3 separate regions of the Rattus norvegicus genome follow, and all the other regions are linked to region 3. A link is a contact called in public Hi-C data. All regions are on one chromosome and are shown on one strand. The core of a region is the stretch at or near the end of the contact, and the rest is flanking DNA. Distances in the headings are between cores, read along the strand shown. Region 1 overlaps LOC108350397 (a long non-coding RNA gene). Region 2 overlaps LOC102546819 (a long non-coding RNA gene). Region 3 holds the start of Sp3 (Sp3 transcription factor).

Region 1 (3,843 bases), core at 1,053-3,552, 110 kb before region 3:
CATCCAAAGTGAGGTAAGCCAGACGCAGAAAGACAAATATGGCGCACATTTGCATATATGTGGATAATTAGCTGCTAAGTCTGTTATAACCAAACTACGATGCCTAGAACCACAGAGGTTAGGTAAGGAGTAAGGAACTGGATGGGAGACAGATCTCCCCAGAAAAGAGAAATAGTTAGGGATGGATGACACTGGAATGGGAGGATCATGGGGGGAGGGGAAGGGGATGGGAAAAGAAGGAACGAGGGAGGGAACATGGAGGGAAGATAGCTAAAGTTAAGGGATATTTGAGGGGCTGTCCCTTATGTATGTGGTATGGAAACCTAACAGAAACAAAACTGAACAAAAACCTCATCCCTATTCCTACCCAACAGCACCCGGCTATTTGCCAAACCAACGAAGCTTAATCCTGAGCTCTGTCAGTGACCTTGTCTGGTGCGTGTACCAACTATCCCAGCACACTGCTGGTTCTGGGAAGGCTGCACAGAGTTCAGAGTTGAACTATGTCCTCCTATCCTTTACCTTCGCATTTGACTCACTCTCCTAAACACACGTTCATTCCTGTTATAGTTTGAAATATCAGGGGTGTGGGGCTCAGTTCTTTGGTGCTGCTTCTCGCTGTTTTGAGGGTCAGTGCTGGGTTGCCCTGTTTCTCCTGGCTTTGGCCTCCTGTGTACTAGGATTACAGGTCTTGTGCCACAAAGTCTGTTCCAATTATTTTTGAGATTACAATATAATTACATTATTTCTACCCTAAAGACAACCTGGAATGAAGTTGGCACTGTTGGATATATGTCAAATACAATGCCACATTTGAATCTTTAAAATGTAACTCCTGGACCAGGGATGTGACACAGCTGGTAAAGAGGTGGCCTTGCAAGTGCAGGACCCTGAATTCAGAGAGCTCCAGGCCAGTGATAGACCCTGCCCTAAAAAATAATAATACAAACAGTACTTGAGGAATGATGCCTAAAATTATCTTCTGGCCTATCTGAACACCTGCACACATACACACACACACACACACACACAGATAAATACATACATATACACACATAACACATATATAATATGCATGCATATACACATATACATACACATACATATAAACATACATACATACACAAACATATATACATACACACATATACATACACATAAACATATATACATACATGCATATATACACATAGATATATACATACATATACATGCACATACATGCATGCATGCATCATATATACACATGCATACATACACCTACATGTATACATACACATACACACATATACATACATGCATATATACACACATACACACATACATACATAAAAACAACTCCATTTGCATCGCGTCTCAGCCAGCCACTCTCCAAACACACCCTCAGAAAGGAGAATGCTTAGCAAACTAAGTGAGACATGTTTGTCCCATTTATACGAGTCATAACTTTGCAATGCTTACCAGGTAGGTGTTTTCCCTCCTTTGACATTTAAGATTCTAAACGTAGCCTAGATGACTCTGTGTCAAAGGCCTCCTCCCTCAAATAAAACAAGCACTGTATGAATCATTAACACAGCATGAAATCTAGATGTGGAAATGTAAATTCATAAATATCCAATGAAAAAGGCAAGGAAAAAGAAACCTGGATGTGAAGTTTCACGCCTGTAACCCAAGCATTTGGGAGGCAGAGGCAGGAGGACTGCAAGTTCACAAACAGTATGTGCTGTATACATAGCAAAGACCCTGTTCTCAAAAGACAAAAAGTAAACAAAGCACTATGAAAAGAAAGGATTATATGGTTACATTAGGTAACACCACCCCCCAACCCGCAGTAACTATATCTGGCTTCTTAAAAGCCCTTCTCAGCTCTTGATGAACATAACTTGGGGAGCTGGGGTACAGCTATGGTGAACAGTCACCTTAAGCCAGTGGCTTTCCAGTTCATTGTCTCATACTCAGTAATAATATGGAAACAGAGTTAGCAAGAGGAATAGGTTTTCAAAGGTAAAGTAGAAAAGACCTCCTGAGAGTGATACTGAGTTCAGTGGTTTTTGTAAGACTTACAGTGGGAAGTGGAGGGACACTTCGTGGCATAATCTTTATTGTGATTGGTCATCCTCAGCTCATCACGGGCCGAACACCATCAGGAGAGTGGTCACTTTATCTACTCTCTCTTCCAACTCACAATATTCATTTGGTAGCCTATTAACTGAATCATTTTCTATGCGACCAGCTCACAGTCCACCATGGGCCCTGCCCTTACTTCCTGCCTTATCAGGGCCCTGGCTGTGACCCAAAGAACAAACTGTCAGCCTCTCATTTTAGGGCCCTTGCCATTTTCTTTCCGAGCAGGGTTTCAGGGTGCACTGAATATGACCTTTGCCCTCCTTGTCCTGAGGCCAGGAAAACTTAAGGTTCATAGGGAGGCAGGTGTAAACAGAAGACCAAAGTGCACTGTTAATCGGGAACTGAGAGCACCAGTTAGGGAACCCAAGAGGAGGTGGATGTTCTTCCTGGCAATGACTTGAGAGAGTCTCAGATAATGATCTGCCAGAGGACACCTGCTCAGGACAAGTATAAACAGGTTGAGTTCCACAGCTCACCAAGACAGAAGCCAAGTTAGAAGGAAGAAAAACATCTGCACCAAAACAAAGAAACAAAAAAGAAAAAACAAAACCCAGGTGCGAAAGGAACCTAAAATGTCTCCAGAAAAAAAAGGAGAAACAGGGCAACAGGCTTGGAGAAAGAGGCTGAGACCATCCTGTTGACAGGGAATGAATGCAGCTGGAGGGAGCACAAGAGCAGGGCCCGCACAGGCCTGCTTTGTAAAGCTCTTTGTAAAGCTACCAGTGGGAGGGGAGCAGGGGAGAGCCTGAGAGTAGGGCCCTGGGCCACTGAAAAGCTTCTGTATAGCTTGAAGAGCCAAGAAGGGCCTGAGGTATCTTGGTTTTGAAGATAGAAAAGACTCACCAGGCAACATATAACCCACTGGTGACCTTGAGGATGTGGTCTCCAAGAAAAGAGGTCAAAATCTTTCTATAAAACATTGACAAGAGAAATAAATTACGCCGCAAGGTCATGGGGGCAACATTGATAGTTTCTTACTGAACTGAGGTATGAGGGAAGAGACCATTAAACACAATAGAACTTTTATGGGACTGGCCAGAGATCAAGAAGAATTCTAAATCTCTTTCCCATATTAATCCCTTATTCCCCACAATCTCATGAAGTAGACCCCATCCCACCCCACTTATCAAGGTATAAGGTGAAGCTTAGAGAGGTGAGCTGTCCCCATGATCAGCCAGCAGGGATGACCCCAGCAGGGATTACACAGCTTTACTTAGCTTTACTGTCACTCACCCTGAGGCATGCTGGATGGAGCCAAAGAGAAAGTTGGTTGACACAATGGTGAGCATCTTCCTCAGAGACCGTAGGAGATAGGGAAAGTTAAACAATGTGGAATGAGGAGAATGATCTTCTGTGAATTCCCATTGGTGTTCAGCTTCTACAGACACAGACAGGCAGAGTCTACCTGTCTACAATTTTACCAGCACGACCAGGAGGAGCGCCAGTCATCACCAAATAAGGCCAGGCTTGGATGGTGGGAGGACGAGAACTCACTGGTTCAATCTCAGACTTGCATCTACCTCTGTGGCTTGAATGTGTCCCTCAAATTTCATGCATTAACACTTAATGTCCAAATGCCTATGTTCATGGTAGTTAGAGATAATTGGGTTGAGTACCCTCCTCGTGCATGAATTAATATATCAGTGGAGTGATGGATTAATGTTATGGAAGGAGTGCTTTTCTTTCTTTTTTTCTTTCTTTTTTTTTTTGTACAAA
Region 2 (3,761 bases), core at 928-3,427, 84 kb after region 3:
AGGAGATACTTTTTCTTAGGCCACATCCCATACTTTGGATACATGCACTCATCAAACACTCGCTGGGAGTGCCTGGGAAAGCACACCCATGTGAGTCAAGTCAAATGGGAGAGAGAATCCATGAGGTCAGTGCTAAAACGGTAGTGCTGGGATGTTCTGAGGTGAGAACTTCACAGGGTTCCTGCAAGGCCTTGGAGTTGCACTCTCTGCAGTGGTGAGTTTGATGGTCTGTGCTGTTGAGAAAAGAGTGCGCTCCTGCAGGGACAGACACTCCAGGGCAATGTATTCGGTACTTTAAGAGTCCAGCACGCGGCTAGATCTCCTTGGAAAAATAGCTTGACCTATGGGCAGGGCCGTGGTAAGGAAATGGGTCACAGGCAAGCAGCACCGGGCTTTAAAGGAACATTTCCAAAGGCCATGTGTCCCCGATATGGTAAGCCTTGAATTTAGAAAGCAGTCAGTGGTGGAACTTGGTTACGCTATATTGACAGAGGAGCGGGAGTTGTGGGGGGCATTAATTAATAACTAGAAGGAAATGCTGGGTCTTGATCTTTTCCCAGCCTTATTCCTGGAAGGGGAAGAGAAAGCCAGGGTGGGAACCAGGCCTGACCCTAGGAGGTGCAGAGTGAAGCTTGTAGCTACCTTGCTACCATTTCATCCGGTCCATTCCCCATGGCACCTACCCCATGTATTTTGAAGTTACTTTTTTTTTAACATATAGTTTTATGAAGTATAGTGTGATAATCATATACCCGGTGTGTGCGCCTGTGCGTGTGTGTGTGTGTGTGTGTGTGTGTTGATTTGTTGTGTGTTTGTTTTTTGAGGTGCTTGGGATGGCACCAGGGCCTCGAGCATGGCAGATCGGCACTCGACACCAGCCTACATCCTCAGCACCCCCTCGAGTCATAGAAAAACACTAGAATCCAATTCGTATCTCTGGTGAGATTACCCAACCTCCTCCTGTCCTGCCCCTACACCGTATGAAAGAAATTCTGATCACACATTTCCAGTATGTTTTTACCACATGTATACATGATATTCAATTTGATTTTTTTTAAAAAGGATACATTTATTTTATGTCTGAGCACTCTATCTACATGTACGCCTGCGTGCCAGAAGAGGACATCGGATCCCATTACAGACGGTTGCGAGCCACCATGTGGTTGCTGGGAATTGAACTCAGGACCTCTGAAAGAGCAGTCAGTGCTCGTAACCTCTGAGCCATCTCTCCAGCCCCCTGATTTGATTCTTTAAAAAAAGAGTATTTCCATTATTTTAAAGTGTGTGTGTGTGTGTGTGTGTGTGTGTGTGTGTGTAGCTGGAGTTACAGGTGGTTGTGAGGAACCCCATGTGGGTGCTAGGAATAGAACTCAGGTCTTCTGGAAGAACAGTTGGGACTCTTGATCCATCTCCCCAGCCCCTGATGGTTACATTTTCCTTTTTAAAGGCAAAGGAGTGAGAACTCCAAGCATCCACTTTCCATCCAAAGTAAGTGTATCTTCCTATGATCTCTTTTCTGCTGTCACGACCCGCTATGGTTTTCCATATCCTCGCTCTGTTTCTAGAAAACAAGGAAGAGAAGACAGCATCCTGGTGGCTTTGAGCAGGCCACTAGGACACCAGACCCATGTCAGCCCTGGGCTGAGAGGTCAGTGCTCCCTGTCCCCAGGGACCTGGCCTCAGGGACCAGAGAGTCTCAGCCTCACCCACTGCACACATGCATAAGGAGGCCTGCTGCCTCATTCCAAATCATTTTTCTAAGAACAAAAGTATGGACAAATAAGTATTTCCATCTTTATTTCAAATTCTAGGTTTCAACGACAATATTAACGCTACTCCGCAGTGCCGTAATAATATATCATTATTTCTATTTTACAGCTCTTCCCTTAAAGTAGCAAAGCGAATGTTTAAAACAGCAAAACTCGCAGCCCCACAATTCCCCATTCAGGCTCAGAATCTGTACTCTCCTTTCAGAATTGCACATAATTGAAAACAATGCAAACCCCCGATGTGCTAAATGCTGCAGTCATTAAAGCATTTTTTTTTAAATTTTTGGGATAAAAGATCGTTCTTGTGGTTGGGGTTATTATTTATTTATTTTTAGAAACCCCAAACAGGCTTGCTTCCTGTTCCCAGACTGACATCTGCTGGGGACCACGGGCTGGCGGGCTTGGGAGGCAGGCCCGCAGCCGGCTGCCACTCGGCGCCCTGGGGCTCCTCAGAGCCACCCGCGAGCCTGCGCGCTGAACTCGCTGGGTCCGGATCCGAGTTCAGCAACCTCCCGGGAACCCCACTTTCTCCCGCTCTTCTATCAGCTGAGATAAGGCCCAGAATGACACTGTCTTGGCACAGGAGCTCCAGGTTAGTGACTCTGGCAGGGACTTGGTAGGCAGGGAAGAGTTGGACAGAAATGGGAGCGTGGGCAGGATGTGTGACCCCACCGTATGATCCTCTCCCCGGTGCCACCAGGCCTGTGAATTGTTTTGCCTCCTTCAGGATGCGGCTGTATGCATGCGACTCACTTTTTTTTTTTTTTTTTTTTTTTTGCATTGTTTTCTCTGCCCTGCTCATTCAGTCCTGTAAGGGAGATCCCAGTTCTACTCTCTTCGTATTTGACAACCAGGAGCCAAGCTACCTTTGCAGAATGAGGTCAGAGGGGGGCCCTGGCCTATTTCTCAATCTTCTCTCTTTATGGCAGCCAGGCTCCTCCTCCCACCACTCGCCTCCTGGTCTGCCCCCTCCCCATCTTGGGAAAAAGTCTTGGAAGGCTTTCGGTGTGGAAAGATCCTTTGCCCTCCTCACACCCACACTTCAGTGGGTGTTACCTACATCAGGTGACCAGCCCGACCCTCCCGTTTCTAACCTCTTACTGAAATGCTCGTCTTCCTCCCCTAAAACTATTTTTGTAAGATTTGTGTGTATTGCCTTTAACTGTAAGTATATAGGGTTGGGGTATGGGAACATGAGTGCTGGGGTGGGGCCCTGATCCCCTTGGAGCGGAGATACAGGCAATGTGGATGCTGGGAATTGTACCCCTGCCCTCTGCAAGAGCAGCAAGCATTGTGGGTGCCAAGCCATCTCGCCAGCTCCCCCTGAACTATTTTATTTTGCAAGGCAGCCTCAAGCCCATTTAAGTACCTTTAGTGGAAACTCAGGGACACAGAAAGTCCCTTAGCCTGATATTCAGATGCCACATCCCATCCAGCGGGTGGGGGTGAGTGGAGGGTGTGTCCCCAATGCCTGGGCGCCCGTGGTGGGGGCCCCAGGAATGATTTGAGAGGTGAAGAGGGGGACTAACGGCGGAGTTACTGAGTAGAAGGTCCAATATCAGATGGAAAGTCTGGCTCGACTTCGCTGTGGTTGATTTTAATTTTAGAAAAGGGTTAGACTTACGGAAAAGTTGCAAGAACATCCCACAGACTTCCTGTACACCCTACGACCATTTTCTCCTCTATTTGCATTGCTAGTTGAGACTCTGTGCCCTCGAGGAAGGCCTGTGTGATACTTTGGCAGCACAGAGAATACTTCTGCAGAATGACCACGGCAAGGAGAGGAGGGGCTCTGAGGACACCGTGAGAGGGTGTTCTCGTTTTCTGTTACCTTCCAGTCCCTGTAAGTGACACTAGATGCAGATGGAACACACACACACACACACACGCACGCACGCACGCACACACGCACACGCACGCACACGCACGCACACACGCACACACACACGCACACACGCACGCACACACGCACACACACACGCACACACGCAC
Region 3 (3,939 bases), core at 1,308-3,807:
TGCAAAGTTGGAGTAGTCTGCAAAAAGCCAACAATTATAAATGATCAGGTTAGAAAAAGACACAGTAATAAAAATGTTCGACCCTGCGTATAAAAGAACATGCTCCTTAAATGATCTTCTGCCTAAATTACTCAAGATCTGGAAACTTGCTCCAGATTCTGAAACTCTAGAAACTAGAGCCACTGCCTCGGTAGGTGATACTATCAATGGCCGATAGGCTGTGCTTGCAAATGTAGTGCAGAAAGCGAATGAGTTTTCAAGTCCTGATACAAATTACTTAAACATCCATTTTGGAGTCCTATGCCCACCCCCACCCCACACCACACTACCGCCGCCTCAGACTTCATTTTGTGAGGAATTTTGCGCGCGATGCCGCAGTGACAATCTCCGGAAAGCGCGGGCCGGCCTGGGTTCCCACCCGGGACGCGAGCTGGCAGGAAAGCGCGGCGGGGCCGGACAGCCCGCGCGTGGCGGCCCCGCGGCGGCGGGAGGCCTTGGGTTGGCGGGCGGGCGCGCCGCAGGCCCGGGATGGCGGGCGCGGGGCCTCGGCGGGGGCGGGCCGCGCGCGCGGGACTTACCGCTCCGGCGGCGGCGGCGGGGACCCCGGCGGCGGCGGCCGCCTCCTCCTCGTCGTCGCCCGGCGATGGCGGCCCTATCTTGCTGCAGGTAGCGGCCAGCAGAGCGAGCGGTGACGGCTGAGTGTCCTACCCGCGATGGGCGGGTTCAGAGAGGGAGACAGGGAGGGGGTGGCGGTTAGGGCCGGGCCCGCTCGCACAGGAAGTACGGCTCGCTCCGCGCCTGGCCTCGCCGGCCGGGCCCGCGCTCTCCTCCTCCGGGTCGGCGGCGCCTCTCCCTGCGCTCGGCCCGCTCGGCGGCCCGCGGCGGACGGCTGCGCGCCCGGCCTTCCCTCCGCCCGGATCCCACCCGGGAGGGCGCGCACACTTGCACACTCACACACGCACAAAAAAGGCGGCGGGCGGGGGCGCGCGGGCGGGGTCGGAGCGTTGGCGCCTCGGGCGGGCAGCTCCCGGGGCGGGGGAGGGGCGGGCGCGCGAGGGAGGGAGGGAGGGAGAGAGAGAGGAAGGGAGGGCGAGGGGAGGAGAAAGCGGCGCGCGGGGAGCCGGGCCGCGCTCAGCCGCTCCTCACCTGGGCCGCCGCCGCCGCCGCCGCGCCGTTTCCGTGCTGCTGCTGCTGCTGCTGTTGCTGCAGATACTCGCCGTGGCCGCCGCCGCCGCCGCCGCTGTCCACGTCCAAGGCAGCCATTTCCTCTTGTTTCACGGGCTTTTCGGGAGCTGCAGGCACAGCGCGGGGGGGGTGGGGCGGGGAGGAAGGCGGGTGCGGGGAGGGAGGGGGCCCGCGGGCCGCGGCCACATTAGCGCCAGCCGGCCCCGGCCCCTTCCCCTCCCCCCGGCCGCGGCCGCGGCGGCGCGCTCCCTCCTCCCCTCCTGCTGCCCCCGCCCGCCGCGGCTGTAACCCTCCTCCTCCTCGTTCCCTCCTCCTCCTCCCCGCGCTGCCCCTGCCCCCTCTCCTCTCTCCTCTCCTCTCCTCCCCTTTCCCTCCGCGGCGCTCGCTCCTCTCGCACCGTCAGTCACTCACACACGCCCGCCCGCCGCCCGCGCCCGCACACAGGGGGATGCGCTCCCGGCGGACTGGGCCGCCCGCCCCGAGCCCGGCGGGCACTCGGCGCTGGCGCTGGAGGGCTGGACGCTGGCTGGCGGGGAGGGAAGGGAGGCGGAGGGGAGTGCGGCTTTCTGCCTCCACAGACACTCGGTCGCGCACTCGGGGCCGGGAGCCGGCGGTGGCGGCCCCGGGCTGGCTGTGGGCGGCAGTGGCGGCGGCGGAGGCAGCAAGGGTTGCTCTCTCTCGGCTTTACGTACCGGTCATAGTGTGTTTAGGACACCTCAGGCGGGGCTCCCCGCCGCCTTACACATGGTGAGAAGCGAAGGCGGCGGCGGCGGGAGAGGATGCGGGAAGCGGCGGCGGACACGGCCGGAGCGGTCCGGGGATTTTTTTTTTTCCTATTTTGATTGACTGTGCGGGAAACACAAAAGGTGGAGCCTCCAGCCCAAAAGGGGGGAAGAGGGTGACAGCCCGCCCGGAAGTTCCGCCCCTCTTCCCGGCGCTCATTTGCCGCTGGGCTCTCCGTCAGCTGTGTTCATTGGTCCGGACGCCTGTCCGTCGCTTGGCCAGGCGGCGGGCTTCCTGTTTGCCCCCGGGTTGAAGGGGAGAGACAATGAGCGGCCGTGGCGCCGTAGGTTCCTGAGAACGGCCCCGGCTCGCGCGTTACCCCGGTGTGCCAGCCTCGTTCCTCGGCTACGGCTGCCAGGCCCGAGGCGCAAGCCTCTTCCACTCGTTGGCCCTTCGTGCAGGCCTTGCCAAGCTGTCGGGGAGCTGAACTGGGGAGGAAGTCCGTCCCCGGTGGCTCCGACTCCACTCGACGTTTCCTCCATCCTGGCAGCCGCCTGGACTGGATCTCCCCAGGGCATGGGCTCTCGAAGCTGGTTCTTGCCAGCGCTGCCAGGAGGCCACCACCGCTCAGCCCCAAGGCTGCCGCTGCTACTGAGCAAACCGGACCCGCCCCATGAGCCCTGGGGGAGGGAGCTGGTATTGGGGGAGACACCCCCTCCGAGGCTGGAGGAGGACTTTTTCACACACATTCAGCTCTTGGTCGCATACTCGGATACATCGCCTTCCCATCCCACCTCATCCTCCCCACCCTTAGCCCTTGGTTACCAACCATCTACTTCTGTGGACCCTGAAGACAGTCACTGACAGCAAAAAGTCTCAAGTCTCTTCATAAGGAAAAAAGGTTTTAATTCTGGCCAGTGATATCAAAGCAAGCTTAGTTATATTTTATTCAGTCAGGCACAGCCACCCTTTAAAATTAGTTTGCTGCACACACAAACTCCCTGCTTCTTAACCTAAGAAAATAAGTCAACAATGCCAACATTTATTAAAATGGTAAATCTCACCCCAAGTATCCTTCCCCTGGGAGTGCTTAGGTACATTTTCTTTACTTAGTGATTTAGGTTAACACTCCTTCCTTTCACATCCTTAATGTCTTGCAGTCATTCAGGAGAAAAAAATGTTCTGCAAACAAGAGAACATTGTCTATTACCTCTAGATACTTCTACTTTAAAAAGGTTGAATTTAAGAGGAGGAAACACTTTCCTTAATACTTTTATTAGAAATCTATCTCAAGCAAGAATAAACGACCCAATTATTGTAATTATGTTTTGTATAATGTTGTGCAAATTGAAGCATTTAAACTAGCTTAATATGCGCTACCTTAAAAAAAAATCACTGGGTGGGGAGGGCATGCATCTCAGTTTCAGAGGACTTTTTGGACTTTTGGGAGGGTGGTTGGTTGGTTTGTTTTTAAAAACAAGGTTTCATGTGTAGCCTTGTTTATCCTGAAACTTGATTTGTAGACCAGGCTAGCCTGGAACCACAGGAAATCTACCTGCCACTGCCTCTGCCTCCTGTGTGCTGGAATTCTCCCCCAACTATTTCCTGGTATTTTTTTAATACTGACAATGACACATGTTCTCTTTCTCTTGTGGCATGCAAGCAAGAATAATGCTTTTGGGCCAAAAAGCAGATAACTCAAACTATTTTGAGGCAAAGCTCTTAAGGAATGCATATTAGCAAAAGTATCACTCACCACTAAGGTAAGATTCAGTAGACTTCAACCAGGGTTGAGTCAATGTTACAGCCTATCTTAAGATGACCAAAAGCAAAATGGTCTCTTGAAAGAATACCTTTTTCTTAACTAGTGCAGATACACTCAAAGCACTCATATGCAAAACATAATACCTGTATTTAGATAAATACACACGTATAGTAACTAATACAGTATAATTGACAATGGATTAACATGTTTCAAAACAGTCATTAAATGAAAATTTAAAAGTATCGAACATCATGAATAAATCTCAA

Evidence for each region. A called contact is a pair of places that touch in the nucleus more often than the background predicts.
Region 1: a contact with region 3 is called in a Hi-C map of kidney, with 1.9 times the contacts expected there. The contact joins the enhancer-like site here to the promoter of Sp3 in region 3. A contact is called at or near these places in 3 of 12 Hi-C or Micro-C datasets (hepatocytes, kidney and liver).
Region 2: a contact with region 3 is called in a Hi-C map of Schwann cells, with 3 times the contacts expected there. The contact joins the enhancer-like site here to the promoter of Sp3 in region 3. A contact is called at or near these places in 6 of 12 Hi-C or Micro-C datasets (the Rat2 cell line, Schwann cells, kidney and 2 more).

What each region holds. Positions count from the first base shown.
Region 1 is chr3:78,154,224-78,158,066 of GRCr8, forward strand. All of the region lies in intron 1 of LOC108350397 (a long non-coding RNA gene), which reads right to left. It also overlaps the pseudogene LOC134486109. Among named protein-coding and RNA genes, the nearest start is that of Sp3, 110 kb to the right of the region's middle. Within about 2 kb of position 2,303, at least 6 of the 93 cell types and tissues checked have an H3K27ac peak or open chromatin away from gene starts, as enhancers often do. A contact at or near this core is called in kidney and liver, where this site is marked.
Region 2 is chr3:78,346,119-78,349,879 of GRCr8, forward strand. LOC102546819 (a long non-coding RNA gene) reads left to right here. Exons shown (of 6, transcript XR_010064817.1): 2 at 1-2,361. Among named protein-coding and RNA genes, the nearest start is that of Sp3, 83 kb to the left of the region's middle. Within about 2 kb of position 2,178, at least 5 of the 93 cell types and tissues checked have an H3K27ac peak or open chromatin away from gene starts, as enhancers often do. A contact at or near this core is called in Schwann cells, where this site is marked.
Region 3 is chr3:78,261,960-78,265,898 of GRCr8, forward strand. It overlaps Sp3 (Sp3 transcription factor), which reads right to left and starts at 2,558. Exons shown (of 7, transcript NM_001427405.1): 1 at 1,878-2,558; 2 at 1,147-1,292; 3 at 579-704. The coding sequence starts at 1,884.